2 separate regions of the Sus scrofa genome follow, and region 2 is linked to region 1. Evidence: chromatin contacts called from public HiChIP or PLAC-seq data. All regions are on one chromosome and are shown on one strand. The core of a region is the stretch at or near the end of the contact, and the rest is flanking DNA. Distances in the headings are between cores, read along the strand shown.

Region 1 (4,595 bases), core at 802-3,301:
TATTCAGTGGGGTAGAGGTGCGAAGTCGTCTGGTATCCGTGCCCTTTAGCCAACAGCGGAGCGTCACCTCTACCTCCACTCCCCCCCACACCAGCTGCACTCCCCTGGCTGCCAGGGTGGGGGTTATCTGTTTTCCCCACCTCCTAGCAGTTCAGAAAGGCGAGTCCTCTGGCCCTCCGGGGCACCAGAGCTCCCAGCCATCAGGAGGCTTGAGTTGGTATCAAGGCCTGAGCCCCCACATTCCACTCCCATTCCCCCTACAGAGGGTCTTAGCATTGTCTCTTCCGGTGCCCCCTTTCTCCTGGCCGGAACTTGTGATGCCAGCTATGGGACATTGCTGCAGGACAGTAAAGCCCTCTGCTGGGCAAACAAGAAGCCCTGGCCTACCTTTCCTCAGCCCCTTGGCCTTCCCTGGCCTCCAGCCCTGGTCCCCAGCAGGCTGCTGGAGCCGAGGCCACCTTCTCCCCATGTCCTGAGTGATGCTTAGTCAGAAGTCTGTGTTGGAATGTCCCTTATGGTTTACAGGGCACTGGCCCACCTTCTAAAGACCTTGGCCACAGGTGAAGTAACACACACACACATTGAATGTTCACTGTTAGAGCACTTGGCTGGCTGATGTGCACCTGGTTTCCTCTCATGTCCTGCCCTAGCTTCACCATCCTGTCTCTTATCAAAGAACATGAAAAGGGATGGAACACACTGAGTTGCATCCCTTTTCATGGAAGCCTGAATTTTGGATTCTTGGTGTCCACAGCCTAGCTGATGTGAGATGGCCCATAGAGTGTCTGGCTTGGGTAGAAGGAGCCTCCCCAAAGACAGCAGTGGGTGCTAGATACTGGAGGTTGAGGAGAGGGAGGCACATGGGACTGCAGCAAGGGCCAAGAGACACACTGGAAAGGTGGTAGGTGGGACAGGTAAGTGGTAGAGGTGAGGGGATAGATTAGAATTAGAAGGGCAGATTTGGGGTGTAGGGGAAGGAGATAGGGCACAGTGGGCAAGTAGATAGAGTAGGACCAGGTGGTGAAGCAGTTGTTGAAGAGTTGGGGTGAAGAACATGTGTCTCTGGGCCCAACTGCTTCCCTCTGCTTCCGGTAAGTCAGGGTAGCTCTACTGCAGCTCCAGGCCCCAAAAGCCCATTATCCCCACGGACTGGCCTTTGGGCCTTGCTGGCTCTAGAGGTGGAGGCTTAGAATGAAATTGGATTCTGAAGCATGCACAGCTCTGTTTCTGTCAGGCTGCGTGCACCTGAACAGGTGAAAGCTGTTTCACCCTCACTATTCTCTACTACCACCACTTGCATGGCCAAGCTGCAAAGAACTGGCCTGAGAATGCTCACTAAGCTGAGGGTGGATCCCGGGCAGGGCTGCAGCTCCCTTGTCAGAGTTAGAAACCCACTCCTACTGTACCCCTAACCTGCACACCAGCCGCCCACTCCAAGTGGGGATCTGAGCTGGGTTTTTCGCCATCCAGTCTCTTTCACGAGGAAGGAACTACACTCCTGCCAAGGTTTGTGAGGAGGTGGCCGCCCTTTCCCTACCCACAGCCCGGCGCCGGGGGCGTGGGGGTGGGGTCTTGTGGCCGGCGCTCATCCCCTTCTGCATGTGTGAGGCTACCGGCAGCTGTCACTGCCCCCGTTCAGATTTGCCCTGACCCAGTTTCGAAAGCCCCTTATTTATAACTTTTATACTTTGTCCAGGCCGTGGCGCTTCCCTCCTCCCCAGGTCTCAAGGGGCAGAGGCTATTTTTAACATGTCCGTTTGTATTGATGTATGAACTCATCAATAAACACAATCATTTGCTAACTAGGATGCCTGCGAGTGAGGCAGGCGAGAGAAGGCGCAGTGTCCCGTCAGGTGGGGTGGAGTCAGTCGTCTGAGGAGGTGGGGATTGGGGGTGTGGGGGAGGCTGGAGGCGCAGACTTCATTGGCGGAGAGTGGAGGGGACGCCGCTGGGAGCCTGGCGGAATGCGTGAGCCGCAGGGAGGGGCGGGGCCTCGGAGCGGAGGCGGGGCCTTAAGGGGAGAGGGCGGAGCCTCGGGCGGCAGCGGCGTCATGGCGGAAGCGGCTTTGGACGCCGTGCGCAGGGAGTTACGAGAATTCCCGGCTGCGGCGAGAGGTGAGTTGGGTGGCTGGTCGACCGACCTCCGAGCAACCTCAAGACCCTGGAGGGACTTGCTGGGAACCGGGTCCCAGACATTCTGTCGTGGCCCTTCCCACCCTTTCCTGTTGTGAAGGCTTTAAGGTGGTCGGTTCACTCTCTTTGAACTCTACTCTTCACTCAGGAAAAGACTCCTCCAAGCTGGGAGCACTACAGACTTTTTGGGAGGATTGGAGGCGGCTGTGCTGGTGATCCCTGGCTCTTCCTCTGCTGGGTTTTTATTTTTCTCCCTCTCTACCTTATTTTCTTTTTTCTATTTTCAAGTAGTTTCTTATCACCGAATAGTAACACAGGGACCTGGTTTAAAAAACAGCGGACTCATCTTGCTGGTCTCTGCCTCCGCTCATATTGTTCTTTTGACCTAGAAGCCTTTCCCGTAAAGCCCCCAAACCTATTCAGTTCTTCAAAACCAACCTTTAATCCTAACTCTGTCCTAGAAAATTTCAGCCCTAATTGAGCTTCCCTATCACTGAATTCTATTATCTGTTTTCCCTTTTGCAACTATTATATACCTTCTGCTTTACATCACTTGTCACTTGTACATGTTAATCTAATATACCCAACTAGACTGTAAACCTGACCAGAACAAGATATACGTCTGCTAGACATCTCCAGCATCCTTCAAAGAAAACAATAAAGGAGCTAAAAATAAATATCTATTAAATAACAGCAGACTTATAAATTCCCTCCCATCCCAGGCTCCAGTGTGCCTCATCCAGAAGTACACTGTTAATATCCACACCCACGTATGACTGACTGTATGTCTCCGTTTTTATATAAATGGTTGCCTGCTAAGCACACTCTTCTGTGTATCTTGAAAATCATTTCATATCACGCTACCTCAGTCTTTTCCACACCTGTTACTAGTGTTGCAGTTTACTTAGCCCACTATTGGTAGGCATTTAGGTCATTTCCAGTTTATTTTCAATACTGTAACGAATACCTTGAGTATTTAACAAGTCCTTAGTAAGCACTAAGTGTGCCAGGCTCTGTTCATTATGTTTAGGCTTTATCACTTATATCACTGAACAAAACAAATCTCTACCCTCGTAGAGCTTACATTCCTTTTTTTTTTTTTTTTTTTTTTGCCATTTCTTGGGCCACTCCCACAGCATATGGAGGTTCCCAGGCTAGGGGTCTAATGGGAGCTGTAGCTGAGGCCTACGCCAGAGCCACAGCAATGCGGGATTTGAGCCACGTCTGCAACCTACACCACAGCTCATGGCAACGCCGGATCCTTAACCCACTGAGCAAGGCCAGGGACCAAACCCGCAACCTCATGGTTCCTCATCGGATTTGTTAACCACTGCGCCACAGGGAACTCTGAGCTTATATTCTTTTTTTTTGCTTTTTAGGGTTGCACTCGTGGCATATGGAGGTTCCCAGGCTAGGGGGTCTAATCAGAGCTATAGCTGCCGGCCTACACCACAGCCACACCAGATCTGAGCAGCGTCTGTGAACTAAGCAGCGTCTGTGACCTACACCACAGCTCATGGCAATGCCAGTTCCTTAATCCACTGATCGAGGCCAGGGATTGAACCCACAACTTTATGGTTCCTAGTTGGATTCGTTTCCGCTGTGCCACAATGGGAACTCCTCATAGAGCTTACATTCTAAGTGAGGAGACAGTCAACCATAGGCACGTTGAAATAAGTAAACAATATAGAAAAAGTGGGTTGCAAGATAAGTGCCATGGGATTAAAAAAAAAGCAAAATGAGGCTCAGGATGTGGGGCTGGGGTAGAGGCTACAAGTTCAAGTAAGAATTGAGGTGGAATTGCTATTGTGATTTCAGTGTGTTAAGGACCCAATGTTGTCTCTGTGAGGATGGTGTTAGGTTTCACTTAGTGGGTTAAGGATCCGGCATTGCTTTAAGCTGCGGCATAGGTCACAGGTGTGGCTCAGATCTGATGTTGCCTTGGCATAGTCTGGCAGCTGCAGCTCTGAATCAACCCCTAGCCTGGGAACTTCTATATGCTCCCAATGCGGCCATAAAAAGAAAAAAAGGGAGTTCCTGTCTTGGCTCAGTGGTAAAGAACCCAACTAGTATCCATAAGGATGTGGGTTCAGTCCCTGGCCTCGATCTGTGGGTAAAGGATCCGGTGTTGTGGTGAGCTGTGGTGTAGACCAGCTCTGATCGGACCCCTAGCCTGGGAAATTCCATATACTGCAGATGCAGCCCTAAAAAGACAAAAGAAAAAGCATTCAGGGTAGGCCTCCTTGCTAAGACGATGTTTGAACACTGGCTTGAAGCAGGAAGGGAATGGATGAGCTGAGCAGACCTCTGAGAGAAGAGTATTCCAGGTAGCGGGCACGGTAGGCAAATGCCCTAAGGTGGGAGTGTAACAGGTGTGTTCAAGGATTAGTGAGGAGGCACGTGTGCCTGGAGCAGAGTCTTTGGGCTCATGTATATTTTCGTTGGTTAAATTCCTAGCAGAG
Region 2 (4,595 bases), core at 1,562-4,061, 310 kb before region 1:
TAGATCCACATCCTTGTGGAAACTAGTCAGATTCACTTCCACTGAGCCACAGTGGGAACTCCATCCACCTTTATTTTATGATGAGATCTTTTCCATTCTACTTAAACCTTTTTGCTCCCTTTACTTACTGCCTGAATCCCTCAGGACATCTTCAGTATATAACAGGTACCTGCTACTTGCTCTGTACTAAGTACCATTCTCATCCCAGGTCCACATTGTCCCATGTCCATCAGGCACTTTTCTGGGTTGTTTCCCAGCCACTGAGAAGAGTGGTGATTGGGGCCACACACTCTGCTGCCTAGAGTCACAGCCCCCTTTACTTCTAACAGACTTGAGTTGGATTTCAGGCTCTTCTATCTATTACATGTGTGGTTGGACAAATTACTTATCATTTTCCTCATCTTAAAAATGGAGGACTTCCCATTATGGTTCAGCAGGTTATGAATCTGACTAGTACCCATGAGGATGTGGGTTTGATCCCTGGCCTCGATCAGTGGGTTAAAGGATTTAGCGTTGCTGCAAGCTGCCGCATAGGTTGCAGATGTGGCTTGAATGTGGCATTGCTGTGGCTATGAGGAAGGCTGGCAGCTGCAACTGTTTCAGCCCCTAGCCTGGGAACTTCCATAAGCCATAAGGAAGGAACCTTCCATCAGGTGAGGCTCTTAAAAAAAAAAGGAAAAATAAAAAAATAAAAAAAAAAAAAGAAGGAGATAATGATACCTGCTCTACATGGTTATTAGGATTAAATGAAGTAATGCATATAAAGTGCTTAATGTGGTGCTATTTTCACAATGGAATTGCTAACCATGATTAAGATAATCCTCCTGGGGAACTTCAAATGCACTATCATGGTGACATGACTGTGCTCTAAATACTATCTAAGATCACCTCTCCCTACCTGTCTCCCCTGTGAGCGATGGAATACGGGAGGGAAAGCAACACCACTGGGCACAGGCAGATTTACAGCCACTGAACTCGTATCTCGTTCCTGCAGCAACAAAGCACAAAACGGTGAAGATACAGATTTCCCCAGGGTGGACACTATCCCACTAGCCCCAGTTCCATATGACCAAAACCCCACTCTACGGAGTCATGAACTCACCATGCATCTCAGAACACAGTGATTCTAAACCAGCCCCTAATCTGAATGCAGAGAGATAAAGTCCCACCTTTCTGAATCACCCTCTACTCAATAAGGCTCACCACCCACACCCAACATCCCTGCTGCCCTAGGATGCCTCGCCCAAACCAGGATGAGACGCACAATAATCTTAGTCAAGACAGCAGTGATGTGCTGATCATGCCTGTTCAGCCTCTCTTCAGGGTCCTCGTGTTCAGGCAGGGGGCAGCCAAGGCTAGGCTTGGCTCTCTTTGGTGGAGCAGGAACCAAGGCTGGGGGCAAATCTGGGAGATCTGAGAAAGAAAAAACCCACATGTGAGGTTACTCATACCTTCTCAGGAAGAGATTGAGCACTAGTAGGAAGCCAAAGAAAGAAAGGCAGCTGTGGTGGGATCCTGGCTCAAGCTGTGTCACCTTGGGCAAGGTATTTAACCTCTTTGAGCCTCAGTTTCTTCATATGTAAAATGGGGCTGTAGCAACAGAGGTTACGTGGTTCTGAAATAATGCTGGGGAATCCATCCACATCAATAAGAGGGAGAAAACCCTTCTTTTCAACTTCATACCCACAGCCACTCACTGTCCAGCATCACCACATCCCGACGATCCTGCAGAGGAGGCTGGTCTGGGTTAGCATCGCCACCTTTCCTACTTCCTTTCTTCACCAGCTGTACTGCTGGGGTTGCACCAGCTGCAAGGAACTGACTCTGGAAGCGCAGCAAGTCCACCTCGGACTCCCCTGGCTTTGGTCTCGACAGCATCTTGGCACACCAGCTGCCTTCCTAGTGTGACTTTCCAGCACTGCTTCAGTGTAGGGGACTCACTCTCATTCACCCCTAAAAGCAATAAAGATGATGAGCCCTCTACCAGTGAGCCGAGCATCAGAGAAGGTTCTTTCTCCCTGAGTTCACATCAACTCATTTCTCCTCATTCATAACTTATCGCCATTCCCTCCTTACTTAGCCCTCTCTGATGCAGCTCAACAACAATATTTACTGCCGATTTAGGTTGTTTACAATCTGTGGATGATAAAAACTCCCATGAACAACCATAAGGGACCTAAGGAAAATGCCATCAGGAACCAGGCATATAAACGTGTCAAATCAAGGAGTGGTGATTTGGTGTCAAACTGGTGGGAACATACCTGGCCTAAGAGTATTCAAATTATTTAAAACCTTGGGCTATAAAAGATCGATATATATTAAGAAAAAAAAAACATGTGTATTGCTATATACTAGCAAAGAACAATCAGAAAACGAAACTAAGAGAACAATTCTATTTATTATAGCATTAAAAAGAATAAATTTCGCCAAAGTAGTTCAAGACTTTTTTCTGCAGGCTTCCACAACCGCCCCTAGGGCTCTACGGTCGCCGGAGCTCCTGGACCACCCGCATCAGCAAAGAGAAATCACCGAGTTTCAGCCTATGCCGCCAGAGAATGGGGGGCCATGGCTGGGATCTCCGCATCGACATGACCGCGGCCGCTCCTGGCCGGACCAAAGATAATGGGGACGGCTACGACAAAGAACTACATACCGTGTACCAGCCCCTTTCACCGAGATATCCTAAGGTCCTTCCCTCCAGCCAAGCCACTTACTTGATCTAGGACGTTCTGGGCGCTGCCATTTTGCCCCGCTGGGGCCGGGCTTCCGCCGCCTTCATTTCGAACTTCCGCTCCGCAACCCGGCCCCTCCTCTCCATGGCCTGGCCCCGCCCACTCTTGGGAAAAGGTTGCCCTTGCGGTGTTTTGGACGCTTGAACGCGAATATATTCCGCTTGCCGCGGTCTACCTCACTTCGTGAGCTCCAGGCAGACACTCGTAACATTCACTCTTCAGATGCATAGCCAGCACAAGCCTTTCTACACTCACAACACCCTTGACAGAGGCAAAGGGTTCCTCAGGCATCCTGCATTCACCAGCTTGGGTAACTGCATCCACCACTCCAGCACCCAAGCTCAGGGCCAGCACTTAGAAACCTGCATACACACGTGTGGCCTCCCCAGTGTGATTATGGGCGAGCAAGAAGCTAACCAGGAAAAAGGGAAGACAAAGCGCAAGAAACACTGCCTGAATGGTGATGAGAAGAGAGGCTAGAACAGCCTCACTGACTGCCAGGTGATTCTCTTCAGGGACATCCTGACTTTGCTCCTGCCAGTATCTCTACTTAGAAATCCTCCTTCAGAGTTCTTGTGGCTCAGCAGAAGTGAACCCAACAGGTATCCGTGAGGCTGCAGGTTCGATCCCTAGCCTCGCTCAGTGGGTTAAGGATCTGGTATGGCTGCAAGCTGCGGTGTAGGTCAGGGTTGCATTGCGGTTCAGATCTGCTGTGGCTGTGGCTGTGGCTTGGTCTGGCAGCTGTAGTTGCCTGGGAACTCCCATATCCCGCAGGTGGAGCCAGAAAAGAAAAGAAATCCTCCCTCTTTTTTCCTCCACCCCACCCCAAAGTCTTTTTCTTCCTTTAAGACCTAGTTGGAATCAACTATAAACTTTTACCAACTGGGCCTCTGCACTGAATTTTCCTGGAATCTTCCATCTCTACTACTTGTGTGCCATGTTGGGAACATACTGCTGACTATCACCTACCACTGGTTACCTCTTCACAAGCATGTGCCCTGTTCCCTGGTCTAGACTGTGGGTTCCTTGGGAGAAGTGGGCCTTCTGTTTTGCACCGATAATGCTCAGCACCCAGCATATTGCCATGCACACAGGACTTTAGTAAATTATTGCTTGGTTGAAGGCCATCTCGGGGAAGTCAATGTTAGTCCAGGAGTTCTCAAACTTTAGCAGGCCTCAGAAGCACCTGGAGGGCTTGTTGAACCAGATTCTGGGCCTCACCCGAGTTTCTGAATTGATAGGTCTTTGACAGAACCCAAGAATTTGCATTTCTAACAACTTTCCAAATAGTTTACAGAATCCTTCTTTAGGTTTCTTGGTTTCAGCTGCAGCAGTAAATTTCAGCTACTAGGATTTAGCCAACCTTGGGGTCCAAATGGTACTGGCTGGTCAGAAGTTACAGTGAATAGGGAGGAAAATTGGAGCCAAAAATGCAGGAAGAATGAAAGTATAAAATCATTATTTGCAACCACTAAAGAAATAATCTTTCCAGGCAATGATAATCAATGACTGATAAAACCATTAGGTAAAAGGTCGAGGAGGACTTTATAAGGATGGATCAGGTGGCCATTTTTTTTTTTTTCTTTTTAGGCGTGCACCTGTGGGATATGGAAGTTCCCAGGCTAGGGGTTGAATCAGAGCTGTAATTGCCCGCCACAGCAACAGGTGATCCAAGCCATGTCTGCAACCTACATTACAGCTCACGACAACACTGGATCACTGACCCACTGAGCAAGGCCAGGAATTGAGCCTGCATTCTCATGGATACTAGTCGGAATTGTTTCTGCTGTACCACAATGGGAACTCCCAGGTGGCCAATTTTTTAACTTACTGATGAATCTTTTTTCTTTTAAATTTTATTGA

The links. HiChIP or PLAC-seq counts read pairs in DNA pulled down with a chosen protein or histone mark.
Region 2: an H3K27ac HiChIP or PLAC-seq map of alveolar macrophages shows a contact between it and region 1. The contact joins the promoter of RPAP1 here to the promoter of JMJD7 in region 1. A contact is called at or near these places in 1 of 5 promoter capture datasets (liver), 4 of 47 Hi-C or Micro-C datasets (blood, embryonic fibroblasts, retroperitoneal adipose tissue and 1 more) and 2 of 2 datasets of contacts at active chromatin or transcription factors (alveolar macrophages and skeletal muscle).

What each region holds. Positions count from the first base shown.
Region 1 is chr1:129,530,742-129,535,336 of Sscrofa11.1, reverse strand. JMJD7 (jumonji domain containing 7) reads left to right here and starts at 2,051. Exons shown (of 8, transcript NM_001204244.1): 1 at 2,051-2,115. The coding sequence starts at 2,052. MAPKBP1 (mitogen-activated protein kinase-binding protein 1) reads left to right here. Exons shown (of 32, transcript XM_021097365.1): 32 at 1-1,802.
Region 2 is chr1:129,836,772-129,841,366 of Sscrofa11.1, reverse strand. RPAP1 (RNA polymerase II-associated protein 1) reads right to left here and starts at 2,811. Exons shown (of 25, transcript XM_003121581.4): 1 at 2,715-2,811; 2 at 1,698-1,953; 3 at 1,265-1,413; 4 at 899-988. The coding sequence starts at 1,878.